Regions from separate parts of the Mus musculus genome. Here region 2 is linked to region 1. Evidence: chromatin contacts called from public promoter capture Hi-C data. All regions are on one chromosome and are shown on one strand. The core of a region is the stretch at or near the end of the contact, and the rest is flanking DNA. Distances in the headings are between cores, read along the strand shown. Region 1 holds the start of Lbr (lamin B receptor). Region 2 holds the start of 1700056E22Rik (RIKEN cDNA 1700056E22 gene).

The links. Promoter capture Hi-C pulls out the DNA fragments that hold promoters and counts their contacts.
Region 2: a promoter capture Hi-C map of pre-B cells shows a contact between it and region 1, with 16 times the contacts expected there. The contact joins the promoter of 1700056E22Rik here to the promoter of Lbr in region 1. A contact is called at or near these places in 1 of 39 promoter capture datasets (pre-B cells) and 1 of 9 other capture datasets (liver).

What each region holds. Positions count from the first base shown.
Region 1 is chr1:181,836,280-181,843,888 of GRCm38.p6, reverse strand. Lbr (lamin B receptor) reads left to right here and starts at 1,488. Exons shown (of 14, transcript NM_133815.2): 1 at 1,488-1,601; 2 at 5,333-5,511; 3 at 7,601-7,609. The coding sequence starts at 5,347.
Region 2 is chr1:184,032,316-184,039,656 of GRCm38.p6, reverse strand. 1700056E22Rik (RIKEN cDNA 1700056E22 gene) reads left to right here and starts at 5,659. Exons shown (of 1, transcript NM_028516.1): 1 at 5,659-6,625. The coding sequence starts at 5,797. The coding sequence ends at 6,501. Dusp10 (dual specificity phosphatase 10) reads right to left here and starts at 5,276. Exons shown (of 4, transcript NM_022019.6): 1 at 5,088-5,276; 2 at 2,005-2,856. The coding sequence starts at 2,818.

The sequences.
Region 1 (7,609 bases), core at 239-2,738:
ACTTATTAATAAAATTAAAAAATTTAAAGTTAAATGTTAAGGAAAAGCAGGAATGAGTTCTGTATGTACCCATGCCTTGCACACACAAACATCTTTAGTGAATATAAGGTATGATGTTGAATTCGTATACAGGCTTATTTGTGTGTGTGTGTGTGTGTGCAAGTGTATACATGAAGGCCAAAGGTTAGTGTAAGTTGTCTTTCTCCAACTGCGCAACATCTTGCTCTTTGAGACAGGGTGTCTCACAAAATCCTAGCTGTTACCAACTGAGTCCAGGGAGATCTGTTTGTCCCCAGCTACCTCTGTCCCCTTCATTATAGTTACAGCCTTTTGAGAGCACCTTCCTCTTGTTTTAATTTTAGTGCTGAGGGTCTCAAGTGCTCACAAAGTTCTTATTCTTTCAAGGCAGGGTTCTTTATCATCTGAGCTGGCTCTCCAGCCTCACTGGCCTGGTCCTTTTGAAGAAACTATAAACCAAAGTTTACAAGGTTTCCCCGCCTCTGGTCTTTTATTTTGTAAGTGAAAATGCTTATATGTCCTGTGGAGGGAACCCAACGGAACCTTGGCTCTGGGTTTGAGGAGTGAAGGATGTCTTTGGTATTAGTAGAATTTATCTCAAACGACATCCTTCCCATGGTGTTTTCCTGTGTTATTTGCCGCAGGACTCGGAGTAGGATTCGTCTTTAAGAGCTGAAGCTTAAGGGATTTGCCAAACTTTACGTTTAGAGGTTTCTTGATGCACACATCTGTGGTTTAGATTTCCACCCAGGGCAACCCCAACGGCAATGACAAATCAAATCGTGGTGAGCACTCTTTCTTAGGAAGGGCTCCGAGGCACGCACTTACTCACTCGTTTGTAGCTGAGAAGGTGACAGCGCTGTGCACCTGAAGCCACGCTGCGGATGAAAAGACTTATTTCAGCCTTGCATCTGAACCCACAGTGCTTCCGAGGCAGGAAGACACTCAGATGTATTTAATAAGGGATGTTGGAAATACCTTTAAAAACAGCACGGCGAAGTAGGGAGCTTTAACGAACTGCTTTGAACTCTCAACCCGAGAGGAAGGAAACAACCAGTGGTGGCAAGTGTAAGGGGGGGGGGGAGTTTGGGGGCTCCGGCCTGGGCCTGCTGGGGTCGGGTCCAGGCGGGACGCGAAGCCCGCGGGCTTCGGCCGTGGCCGGACTAAGCGCGCGGCCCGCTGGCTCCCGAGGTTACACACGGACCGAGAGCCGGGTGACAGCAGCGGACGCTTTTGCCTGGCGTCGCGCGAGCTTCACCCTCCTCCCAGACCGCCGGCCTAGATCGCTCCGCAGGAGGGCGCGAGCCAAAGCGCGGCTTGGTGCCTGGGCTGCGGAGATAAACCGGGTGGGGACGCCGGACGCTCACGAGCGGGCGGGCTGGACGCGCCACTGGCCCTCGACCAATCGCCAGCGCCGGCGATGATTCAAAAGGTCGAGGGACCAATGGGGAGCTCAGGGCAGCCTCGCTAGGGGCGGGACCTCGGGGGCGCGAGAGCGCGGCCGGCTGTGTCGCGCGCGGAGTCGCCGCTGGCTGCTGGTGACTGTCCTGGAGTGGCTGGAGTTCCCGCCGGAGCGCGGCCAGGTGAGCGTCGGCGCGGGACTCCGCCGCGTGTGGAGAGCGGGTTCCCCGGGGCGGCCGGCGAGGCTGGGGCCGCGCGGGCCGGAAGTCGAGCGCGGGTTTCGGATGGCGGACAACCCCCGATCCCCGTCTCGGACGCGCGCGTTGGGTGCCCCGGCCGGGCCGGGCTGGGCTGTGCTCGCCGCGGCTTCCCGGCCCTCGGAAAGCGGGCGGCCTTCGGAGGAGGGGTTAACCGCCTCTGGCTCCTGCCAGGGCGCCGTCCCGCCTATCCGGGCCTCCTGAGTGCTTCTGCGCGGTGACAGCGGACCTCGCGCCTCCAGCAGCTTCGAGGGCCACTCAGTGCGCGCTGGGGTGCGGAGGGCCTGCTCCGGGGCACTTCGGCGATGGCGGGCTGGCCTGGCGTTGCGCCCGCCCGCCCTGTGTAGCGCACTTGGTGTGCTAGGGCCGTGGCTCAGGTGCAGGAGCAGGACTAGATCTGGGGCTACAAAGTAGCAGCTGCTCTGAGGGTTAGAAGATGGGGCTACAGAGAAGCGCGGGATGGAGGACCTAATACGGACAGAGAGGGTGATGATGAGCGTTGACTGGGGAGTTGGGGCGGGAGTGAGTAAGGACTGTTAAGATTAGCGTGCTTTTGGGTATTAAGGGAAAAGGCCACTCTGCCAGGACAGCCAGCTTTCTCCTGCACGGCTCTGAAGGGGCACAGACCCTGCGAACGCCTTCCTGTTTGCGTTTTGCCTAGCAGGCCTGTGCCGGCTCAGGTGTTAAAGGGTAGCTGTGAGCCACCATTTGAGCTTTTTCTTTCTGCCACATTAAGTGAATTTGGGAGAGGGGGGGAAACGATTAAAGATCTTAGTAACGCACCGGAGCATCGTAGAAAGAAATCGGCCACACTGATACATAGTGTTATATTGTACCATAATATGTGAGGCGTTCAGTGCCAAATGACCCTCGGGTTAGCAAGAATCTGGGTTGACAGGAAAAAAGCCTGAGGATTCTTGAATTTCTGCGGTATGTGGTTGAGGGTACAGTTTAGCGAGTGACTTTTCTTTGCAAACAACCTGTTTGTTTAGGGAAGCCTGTGTGCGTCTCTTATGCGTTACTTGGGTGCATAAGAATACACGGGAGTCTGGAGCCTCCTTGTCCTATCCAGTATAATTATCTCCTGTTGGGCAATATTTTGGGATGTGTTATGTAGTTTCCACTGACTGTGTGGATCTTGTGCAAAGTGGCATTCATATCTTGTTGGCAGCCCATTTTTTTTTTTTTTTTTTTGTCTCCTAAGACAAGGTCGTTCTCCACATGCTATATAAAATATCACCATCAGTGTCAGTTCATGGTTTGTGTTGTTGTTGTTGTTTGTTTTTTTGAGACAAGATCTCTGCACAGCCTTTATTGTCCTGGAACACAGTGCAGGCTAGGCAGACCTTCAACATACAGAGGTCTGTTTTCCTCTGCCTCCCAAAGAATGGGATTAAAGCCACCATGCCCTGCTAGTCTCAGTTCTTTTCCTCCCTTTTTTTCTGGGGATCAAATTTTATATTACACATTATAGGCATATTTTTGAAAAATTGAGGCTCAAATATCTACTGGGTGCCTTGATTATGTATTACCTACTATTTAATAAGTAATAGAATTTTTTTTTTTTTAAACTTTGACTTGTGTTCTTTGTTGGACTCATAGTTAATGTGGTGTCTTCAAGATGCAGTAGAGAAACAGCAGTGAGTCTAGGGCCATACCATTCTAATCCTCTGGATTTCATCAGATCTCTGAAGCCAAACAGGATCAGACGTGGTTAGTACCTGGATGGGATGAATGGCAAGGATTGGATGCTTCTGATAGTTCAGAATAAATCTGTTCCAGGGCCTTTTAAAGATGCAGGCGGTCCCCAAGCCACAAAGTGCTCCTATTGCAAGTTTTTGAAGTGTTGTTTGAGATCCTACTGGCACCTTCATATAGAAAGACATTGTGGGCTTTCTCAAACTTTGGAAAGAGTAGGAGAACCTAATTGATCTGGGGAGGAAGAGAGGTGGGGATTCAGAGAAGGAAGCCCAGCACATTTCCTTCCTCTTTGTCCCGGGCAACTTGGAACTGAGTGTTGAAATGGACAGAGTTTTCTGTTGTCACCTTCCTTTTTTGTGCCCCTCCTCCTTGTGCAGATGTGAGCCAGTGCTCTCCTGCTTCCCGAGGGCCCTCATGGTCGCTTCTGCCAGTCTGACTTCATTCCTACAGCTCCCAAGCATACTCCTTATCCCAGAGATGCTATCTCACAAGTTAGGGGGACTGAGGCAGGCTCAGTAATGAACCTCTTATCACCAGATAAGCACTTTCGTTTTCTTTCATCTGTTGTCTGTCTAAACAGATGGAGCTTGGGAAGTCTTTTTTTGTTTTTTGTTTTTTTTTCCTTCAGGGGATTAACAGTGAAGAAATGTTATTTAGAAAGACTTTCTTGGGAGGGGTAGGTAATGCAACTTTCTCCTTAATTCCACAGTCTGCAAGAGTCTTTAGCGTTCCTGTAGAGTTGCATAACCAGCTCTTGGCCTCCGGAGTGTGTCTTTGTGTGCTTGGGTGATGTATGGAGACTTGCTCAGCAGGTGAAGGAGTCTTTCTGTCTGCTGCTTGCTTATCTTATCATTGGTATCAGAGCACTGGCTTTTATCCTGTGGATCTGTTGGTCACCGGAGTGAGAAATAACACCTCAGAGAGCTCCTAGCACAGCCATCATTTGATATTACCTCATGTAAATGATAATTCTTGAAAGTTGTGGTTTCTTGAAGTATTGAAGGTTTCATGGGCCATGTTTTGAAACAGCGGTAAAAGATGTTACAGTTGGAGTAGGTGTCAGCTGTGGGCTGGAGAGGTGCACACGTTAGCTTAGGTGGGCGGCTGGCAGAGTTAATTGATGTGCATTTGGGATTTGACTCAGAGAATGCAAACCTTATGAAGTAAACCTCAAATATGTTATTCATTATAGATTTGAAGTCCTTCTTGTTGGTAGGTTAGAGTAATGCTAATGTACATTTTTTAAAAAGATTTATTTATTCTATGTAAGTTCACCGTAGCTGTCTTCAGACACACCAGAAGAGGGCATCAGATATCATTATGAGTAGTTGTGAAGCCACCATGTGGTTGCTGGGATTTGAACTCAGGACCTTTGGAAGAGCAGTCAGTGCTCTTAACCTCTGAGCCATTTCTCCAGCCCACTAATGTACATTTTTAATTTTCCCAGTTTGTCTCATGGTTTTATTACTTTCCAGTAAGGTAACTTGTTAAAAATATAACTTCATGAATTTTAAAGCTTTTATAAAAATGACATGTAGATCTATAAATAAAAATAAGTGTCCTTTTTGAGGTGTGCCCTGATTTTACTGCAGGGGGTAGCATTCTAAGTTGTCCAGTCTGATGCCTGTTACGTTGTCAGGGTTTAATCCTCAGTGCCACTGTCTGCACGGCAGTGACTAAGTCGTCTCCTACAGAGTGATTCCAGATGAAATAGAGTGAAGCTCACACAATGTTTTGTGTTGCTCTGCTGTTCCCTCCCCTGTGTTTGTGAACTTTGACAAAGCGTTAACTTTAAGCTCAAGTTCTGTCATCTATAGAATAAGGAGTTGCACACTCCTTCCTTGGCTTTCTGGCCCTAAAGCTAAAACCAGCTAGAAAGTTGTTTACGTGAACAACCTAGTCCAGAAAAAGAAGTAATAATTATTGACTAACTTTTTTTCCTTAAAATTTTTCAGACTAATTTTAGAAAATGCCAAGTAGGAAGTTTGTTGAGGGTGAAGTGGTCAGAGGCCGATGGCCTGGGAGCTCCCTTTATTATGAAGTAGAGATTCTGAGCCACGACAACAAATCCCAGCTCTACACTGTAAAATACAAAGATGGCACCGAACTGGAACTGAAGGAGAGTGATATCAAGGTGAGTATGTCTGCCTTCGTCTGCAGTGGTGGGAGGAGCTGGGGGCTCATGCCAGACTCCTGCCTTGGGGCTCCAGGGCACATGCTGTTCTTGCCTCTGGGAGTATGGGAGTGAGGTATAGGCCCAGATCCCAAAAGCTCATGCCATTGGGTCTGTGACCATCCTGTGAGGTGCTCTTACACAAGAAAGGACCCTGGCTTTTAGGGATTTTGTTAGCACTGCTTTTTTCCGGGCTGAGTGCTAGGACAGATGGGAAACTGTAGGGAGGGCAGCATCCCAAAGCTTGTGGATGATGTGGTGTGGTCAAGTACTAGCCGGAGACAGGCTAGGGGCGTTTAATAGGCTTGGGTTTTCTCTTCATCTTTCTCCTCTTCCTCCTCTTCCTCTTCCTCTCCTCTCTTTTTCCTTCCATCCTCTCTTCCTCTTCTCTGTCTCTCTCTCCTCCTCCTCCCTTCCTCCCCTCTTCCTTTCCTCCCCTCTTCTCCTTTCCTCTTCTCTTCCCTCCTTCCTTCCTCCCCTCCCCTCCTCTTATTCCTCCCCTCCTCTTCCTCCTCTTCATCCTCTCTTCCTCTTCCCCTCTTCCCTTCCTCCCCCCTCTTCTTTCCCTCCTCCTCTCTTCCTCCTCCCCTCCTCTCCCCCTCCTTTCTCCCGTCCTTTCTTTCCTCTCCTCTCCCCTCCCCTCCCCTCCCTTTCCCTCCCCTCCTCTCCTCTCCCCCCTCCCCTCTCCCCTCTCCTCTCCTCTTCCCTCTCCTTTCTTCCCCCTTCTTCCTTCCCTTCCCTTCTTCCTTCCCTTCCCTTCTCCTTTTCCTTCCCTTTTCCTTCCCCTTTTTCCTTTCCTTTCCCAAGACAGGGTTCCTCTGTGTAGCCTCTGCTGTCTGTCCTGGAACTCACTCTGTAGACCAGGCTGGTCTCAAACTCAGAGATTGGCCTGTCTCTACCTCATGAGTGCTGGGATTAAAGGTGTGTACTACCATGTGGCAGGACTTGGGCTTCTTCCTCAACACTGGTGATGTAATCAGAGAGTGACATTTACTAGGTTTGAGGTCAGCTCACAGCTTCCCCTTCCAAACCTATCTGTTAATGGTATGGGTTTTAAAATATTGAGCTATGGTATACAAATACTTATATGAAATGCATAAAAATTAATTTCTATGAAAAAAGGATAAATAAAGCTGCAGAGTTTTGTTAGATTTTCTAGGCATAAAATTGCTTAGTCGGGATGCTCTAAAACCGTCCACTTAGAACATAGCAGTTTTGGACCTTGTGGCCCATTGATAACCAATAGTTTGGACCCATGCATGGTCTGTGGATGAACACTGTGTTTTAGTAAATATTTTAGGGTCATGGCTCATGGGGTGTCTGTAGTTTAGGGGCAGCTCCAGCCATATGAAATACGACTTCTCTTGATGCTTTAGTGATCATTTAAGACATGTAAATGCCTTAAATGATTAGCTGAGGGACACATACACAAAACAGTGCCTGGACAGAGCCCCAGGGGTTTGCCTGCCTTAGGCCTGCCTTACCCTGGAGTGGATTAGGGCAGAGTGGCAGCTGACCAAGGAGTTTAACTTGTCTGCTTTTAAGAACTCGAGTTTGAGCCGGGCTTGGTGACAAACGCCTTTAATCCAAGCAGAGGCAGGCGGATTTCTGAGTTGGAGGCCAGCCTGGTCTACAGAGTGAGTTCCAGGACAGCCAGGGCTACACAGAGAAACCCTGTCTCGAAACCCCCCCCCCCCAAAAAAAAAAAAGTTTGTTTCAGAGTGACTCTGTAGGGCTGCTGTTTGAAAAATTGGTTGCATGCTAATTATCTTTTCTCACCATGTCAGTTTTAGACAGTATCAGTTCCAAGCTTTCCTGGTGTTGCTGGGAGTATATAATATGTATGTGATGTAGTCACTGATTCCAGGGAAAATACCCTCCAAGCTCGCAGAGCAGGCGAAGTGCTGTGTCTTTCCAGGAGCTGGGCTGTTGTAGCATCACACTGTGTGCTCCGTTCTCAGAGCCATGAGTGTAGAATGCACGGCAACAGAGAGTGGCCACACCGGACCCGAGTGCGCTGATGACATCTCTGTGCCCTTTCCCTTTCTAGCCTTTAAAA
Region 2 (7,341 bases), core at 4,410-6,909, 2.2 Mb before region 1:
CCAAATTCCAAGATAGTTGAAGGAACAACCCCCCCGAAAACTACAAATAACCCAACCTCTACCACCAGAGCGTCTTCCCAGCCGGCCGCCAGGGTCGAACCAATCCGAAATGATGAGCCCTCAGCGCAGCTGCCCAGGGCGCCTGGTGGTGAGGTCAGCAGCCCCGCCCCACTGAGGCAGTCTTTACACTGACTCCCATGAGCAAACCCAGGCTGCAGGGATCCTCAGATGTACCTATGGGAGAAGAGTACAGGAATCCCTTCTTCTTCCTCAGCACTGCCCAAGAGAGACATTTCTCAGCAACTGATGGGCCATCCCTCTACCCACCAAGCTCCACAGCAAGAGCTAGGATAGGATCTATGCATCGTAATCAGCCCTGTGTTCGAGTTTAGAGCCATCATAAACTACGTTGTCTGCTTACTCTTCTTAGATGACACAGACAAAAGGGGTTGATTTTTACCAAACCTATCCTATCTTCAGGAGGCAGAAAAGATGCCTACAAAGCTATTGGTTACAGGTGTGGGGATTTGTAGATGGTGTTTTCTCAGCTGTGAAAAGAAAGACAAGATGGGACCAAGGGAAGTGCAACAGGCTAAAGCCACATCAGATGGGGGGGGGGAGTAAGGGGGAGAGGGGGGTTTCTAAAAGTCAACCAAACAAAAATTCAGAAGAACACAGCTACACAACAGAACCCTGACATATTTGTGACTCCGAGAAAACTTACTGCCACTGCCTAGGACAGTGCCCAGAGCTTCTAGAACTGTGAGCCCGCATGCCCCAAAGAGAGCAGCCTCCACAGTTGTCCACAAAGACAGCAAAGGATTAGCATGGGAAGAGGCATTACACAGCAAAGGATGGCTGAGCCACATTGCTAAGAGCAAGGACGATGTTTAGAGCTATCCCACCAAGACAAATCCTAGATTGCTTCCCTAAGCAGTCGGTCCCGTTAAATGGGAAAAGTGTTCAAAGGAACTCAGCACCACTGATAATCAACCACTCTTTAGTGCTGGGGTTGGGACACCCCACCCCCTCCCACCCCACCCCACCCCACCCCACCCCACCCCACCCACCATGCACACAATGGCTCAAAATTCGAAACGAAGATAGTTATCACTCTCCATCATGACTAGGTAGATATTATCAGAAGAGTAATGCTCAAAGCCCAAAAGGACAAAGATGAGCAAGTGGACTGTGCCCATGGTCAGGACAACACTGTATGTTAGAAGCTCAGAGAAGACTGGGTCATCTATTCCTTTTTTTGGGGGGGGGGGGGTGTCCAGTCATCAGTTATTCTACACTAGGGGAAAATGATGTATGACTCCTTCTAGGGAAGAGACAGAAGCTAACTCTTGTCAGGTGATACCAGGAAGGATGGTTGTAGGCGGTTCACATCTCTATCCCCTGCAGCTTCCTCAGAGGAATGGATGCATTTGGAGAATTCACACTTTCAATGAGGCTTTAAGATAAAGATGCATGCCTTTGTTGAAGATGACTAGAAGCAATAAGAACATCAAGACAATCAGGTGAGAAACAGCAAGAGTTTCTCCCACAAAGTACTGGCACCTGTAGACGCAGCTTCCTCTGATCCATCGACATTTGTCAGGCCTTGAGAGATCAAAAAAGTTCCAACCCACTCGAGGACTGAAACAGAGCTACCAGAGAAGGCATGGCTTGAGATACCATCTTGGTTGTACAAAGTGCCTTTTGCAAACCATCTCAAGTAAAATGTCATAGGCAACCCAAAGTGGCAGCCAGATCAAAGCTGGGACTCAGATCTTATATCAATTCATTGCTACTTGGACTTTCTTAATGTACCAAGAGAGTAAGAAAAAGTTCGAAGTAGAGACAAGAAGACAGGCTATTTTATTTTGGTTCATGGTGCCTTGGGGTTAGAAGAAGGCTGCCACTTGTAAGAGAATCTCATAGGGAAACCTAGCTGATCAGGACATTATTTGAGGAAGGAATGTGGGGGGTGGGGGTGGGGAGGGAAGGGAGAGTCATTACCTTTCAATACCAGGGGTTCTTTGCCTTCTCTCTTCAGGGACTCGAGGACTATGTGAAGTGGCTGGGATGGTGTCACACGGCTCGGCTCATTGGTATTCTCATCATAAACTATAATTTCTTTGGAAAAGATCCTCTTGAAAGAGTCTTTGCCTTCCCTACAGGAAATCAAGTCTAAGACAGTGATCTTGCCCTGCTGCAGCCTTCGCCGGCTGATCTTATCGGCACAGTTAATGTGGACAGCTCCTTGGATGTGACTCTTGTTGTACTCCATGAAAGGCCTGCAATCGATGATGACGGGACCCTGGCTGGGCAGGTGACTCTTGCTGCATTTGGTCATCTTCTTTGCCAGGTCATTGGGGTAGATGATCTTGATGCTGGCTAGCTGCTTGGGAGTCCCTGACACAGGGCTGCCCACCCCACCCGATGGACTTAACACAGAGCCTGTGTTTTCATTGTTGTTGACCATCTGGTTAGCAGGGCAGGTGGTCGAGGTTCCTATGGCGGTGGTGGCAGTGCCTGCAGCAATGGCTTGAGTCTGGGCCTGATGATCCTTGTCGTAGGTTGCCACAGTGCAGCAGCTAGTGCTGCTGCATCCGCAATTCAGGGAGCGGGCAGAGCCGCTGGATGAGGGCATATACGTCAGATTCGCAGCCTTGAGGGTCACAACGGCGGTGGCAAGGACAGGAGCGTGGCTACCACTACCTGGGCTGGCAGAGCCAAGGTAGCTTGAGTCTAAACAAAGGTTGAGATCCTGAGGTCGGACAGGCCTAGATAGTGCCACTACTACCCTGTCGTCTAAAGGAGATGGAGGCATGAGGAGGCTGAAAACTGGCAATTCAAGAAGTCAAGAGTCTGGAAAGAAGGGGAAGAAAGAAAAAAATAAAGTCACATGAAAACAAAGCCAGTCTCATCCAATCCCCGGGGGAAGACCTCTGCATATCTCTGAGCAAAGTCAAAGTCCTTCTAGGTGCCCTAGGTTGTGATACTATCAAAGGCTAAAATTCACTTTGATCTGTTCAGAGAGGATGCATACCTGAGGGGCCCCATCCATTCTGATGCTAAGTCAAAGGTTAAAATTAGACTTGACATTAGAAACGGTAAGAGACCTCCTGTCACATAATGTTAGAGACATGCATCCAAGTTCAGCCTTAGTGGAGGTAAAGGCACAGAGGCCTGAAAAACAGTGAAGGCAGACAGGGAGGCTCTTAGATTTATTCTGAGCCTCCTCTCCTGTGCAGAGAAGTCTATTTCACCTGTGATGGATGCATCTGTCCACCCTGGCATGTACTGTATTTCATTTCTTTCCCCAGAGCCAAGGCAAAGAGACAAGCAAGAGCACTGTTGGAGCTCACAGAGATGCACGGAGATGCTTGGCAGCTAGCTATATTTACATGGGGGCTGGATGTTAACCTTCTGCATATCAGAAGGAATGTGTCTCCCTAAGTCAGCCTCCATGGCTAGGAGCTAATCTTCCTTTCCATTCTGGTGGGTCCTTTGAAAAGCTCAACGTCATCCTATTCAGAGCTCACATTAGACTCTTCCAAATCAAATCAAGCCATTACCACACACACACACACACACACACACACACACACACACTTACACTACGAATAACTATCCAGAAACCAAGTTTCCAAGGAGTCAGATCTAGGAACCCCACCCCAGGCTGACCCATGGCCCGTTCCTCTGTGACCCCACTCATCCTTACACTTCTCTATGCTGTGCCCCTAAGCAAAAAAGAGCATGTGTTTCATCTGGTCATACAGACAGACTTTGCATCTCCACTGGAGTGGCAACTTTGTAAAAAATGTTTCAACCCTATACTGATATTCTTCTTGGAAACAGTGTGGATTCCAAGAGGGCAACCTCACTCGTCCCTTTACCACAGTTAGGCTAATTGGGAAGCTCAGACCTAGAGCCCACGGGGGCTGCCTTTGCCTCCTCCAAGGGTGCCTGCAATGGATCACTTTCCTCCTCCCGGTAGGCACAAGGCCACCCTATAACATAGCAATTCTGACTCCTCTACTAGAGAAATCAAACCCCAAGCAAGAGCCACTCATCTAAACGAACTTTAAGAGCTGACTGGAAAAACATCAAGGATCATCGGTCTATTCATGACCGTAACTGTTCTCTGAGACCGAGCCAAAGTGTCACCAGCAAAATCCACACACGCGCACCCAGGAGCACGTCCCCACCCGTGTAGGCATATCCCCACTGACTCGGGTTTCTCTCACCCACCTTTGGTTGGGAGCAAAGGATCAAACCTTCTGCCTGCCTCCCTCCCTCCCTCCCCTCCCCTCCCCTCCCTCCCTCCTTCCCTCTCCCTTGCGTAGTATTTTTTTTTTCAGAGCGAGTACTATTCCAAAAACTGTTAACTGTGTCCCAGCTGGAACATGAATGCAGTCAAAGTCTTTGCTATTTTGCTACCTGGTAAGGGGACATCCAGGATTAGTAGCCTATTCCCTAGGAGGAGAACCCGGGAACGACTTTCCAGAGACACAGGCTGGGACCGGTACCTCTTCACTGTGCTGCTGCTCACACACGGGCACAGAGCGCACTGAGATCTGCATCCTTGCAGCAGATAGCTCCAAAGCCAGTCTGGCCCGGGAAACCTCCCACAAAAATAGCACGAACCCCCTACCCCCTTTCTCGCTAATCTTCCTTCCACCACTAACAGGGACTGAAGAAAAACCAAGTGCTTAAAGAATGCTCCTTCCCCACTCCTGGGGCACGTAGCATCCCTATTCCGTGCCACCACTGAGCATCATGAGCAAAGCCTTGGGCTTTGAAAACTGCCATAAAGCATCTTAACCAAACCAAAACTCATTTCCCCTCTTCATCCCAGGGCAAGCAGAGCCAAAAGACTAAACCTTAGGATCTTCCTTACCTGACGTAGGTCCGTCTCTGTCTCTCTGACACTGTCTCTGTCTCTCTCTCTCTCTGTCTCTCTGTCTCTGTCTCTCTCTCTCTCACTCACACACACACACACACACACACACACACACACACACACATACACACACACACACACACGGAACCCTCCACCCTCCGGCTCTGAGTGACCCGTGATGTCTTCCACTTACTTCATCAATAAGCGTAGCCCTCTACCATCTGGCGCCCGCTCCAGCTATGCGCTCGCGCAGTGCGCCCCCATTCACTCAGCTTCATTGATCCCCAGCAGCAACACAGAGTTACTTTCTCTTTTGCTACAGCGTAAATGTAAGCTTTGGAGGGGGCGGGGTTGCCTCCGAGCGACGGCGCGATACGCCAATGAAGACCCAGAGGCTGCCGCCCGCTACATCACAGTGGTCTCTGACCAATAAGAAGCCGAGGAGGGCGGAGAAAGGGGCGAGGCCTCGCCTTGGGAGGGAGGCCGGCTCGGACCCGCTAGTGGGTTTGGTGTGTTAGAACGCGCGGGTGGTGATGTCATTGGCAACCAATCAAAAACTTAAAAGTGCTAGCCCGGGCCCGCTTGGAGCAGCGGCTCTCTATTTACATGTAAACCTAGGCAGCAGGACGCGGTTAACCCTTCCTGGGACTGAAGTGTCAATGGCTTGCTCTGGTCGCTCCGGCTGAAACTGGTTCTTCTGACCCTCCCCCGCCCCCTGTTGAGGACATCAGCCTCGCGGGGTCTCCATTCCGCCTTTTGACTCCAGGTGGAGTGTCCATCCAACTTTCCCCAGGCCGGAGACGACTCGAAGCCGGGTCCCTCCATGGCTGTGGCTGCGCCGCGCGGGACGTGAGCGTGCACAGGGCCGGCCTCCCCGCAGCCCCGCTTGGCCCGGCCCGCAGATGTCGCTGCCCCTCCGGCTGCCCTACTGCTCTCCCGCGCGGCGGCTGCGCGCCGTGCTCTTGTTCCCCTACTTCCGTGACCCTGTCACTCCTCCGCCGTCCCCAACCTGTTCTCAGGAGCCCGACTCCGATCCCGAAGGCGGCACTCCGGAGAGCTACTCGGAGGAGGACGCCTGGCTCTGTGAGAGCAGCCACTGGGGGCCGGTGTTGAAGGGCAGCGTGGGCGCCGTCCCGCAGAGCTGGGCGTGGCCGGGCCCTCCGAACGCCCCACAAGCCCCGCAGCCCAGGCACCGACCTCCTCCCAACGCGGTCCCCGCTTCTCCCGCGGCCACCTCCCCCTGTGCGATGTTTTGGAGCCCGCAGTCCATCCGCCCCCCGGTGCTGGGCCGCCCCCGGCCCTCAGTGGCGCAGGGCCCTCGGCGAGCCAAGGAGCGCCAGCCTGGAACAGCAAGCGCCGGCGGGAAGGAGCCAGAGCTCGGGTTGAACAGCCAGAATGAGCGGCGCTTGAGGAGCATGGAAGGGCCCACGCCAGCTCTCCCGATTCCCCGAACTTTGTCCATCAGAGGGGTCACTACTGGTCGGGGTATGTCACCGGTGAAGAGAAGTGGGAAGCTGAGCAAGCCTGCTAGCGCCTTGCCAGAAAAATATCAGGGAAGGTACAGAAGAATGACCCTGGAATTCAAAGGAGTGGAAAAGCCCAGATGAACTGTGATGAAGTTGCGTTAAAGAATCCTAAAGCAATAGAGCTTTTTATACCTCCCTACCCCCTCAGAGAGGAAGACCAAAATGTGAAGTAATTGAAGTGGAATAAAACATTATCAGCTCCGTGGCAGGTTCAGATGTCCTTAATGATGGGAGGCGTTTGCTTTAGGCCCCAGACATTCACCATTGCTGTTGATCTAGGATCATAAGGTGTCCAACCATCATCACCTTCGCTGACTAGCTCTGTCGATTCAGCATGATCTCCCTTGAGTTGAGCACTTCTACACAAGTGCACACTGGGGTTGGAAAAGGATTTTCTTTAGCCCCATTCTGTCTACACACCCAAATACACAGCACCCACACCCGAATGTCTGCACACGAGTGTCCAGGTCGCACCCTTTGGTCCTTAGATCTTTGAGGATTAGCAGGATCAGGCTAGTGGAGGAGGTAGGCTGTGCGCATTTTCCGTGGAACCCAGAAAAGAATTTCCCAGAGCACTTTTGTAGGTTATCTATATCCCTGAATATTTACTGCTGGGGTTCCCATTTACGGTTTGAGTTCTAGGTATTAGGTCTGATGCTTGTCTGTCCAGCCACATTTGCTGTGTTCATCACTGTGTACATTTGTAAACAGCAAACTCCCGTCCTTGCTCCGAAAAAGATGAAAAGATGCTTGTGGAAGTGGTTGGGGTATAGTAGAGCGAGGTTCTCTATTGACCGAAGGCTTTGGGAAGGTTGTGTTTGCTTTAGGCTGGAGGAGCCTCTGTCTAAAGGTACTGACAACCTGTAAATTGTGATTCACAAAGCCTGATGCCGGCAATGTGAGAAAGAAATGTAACTCATT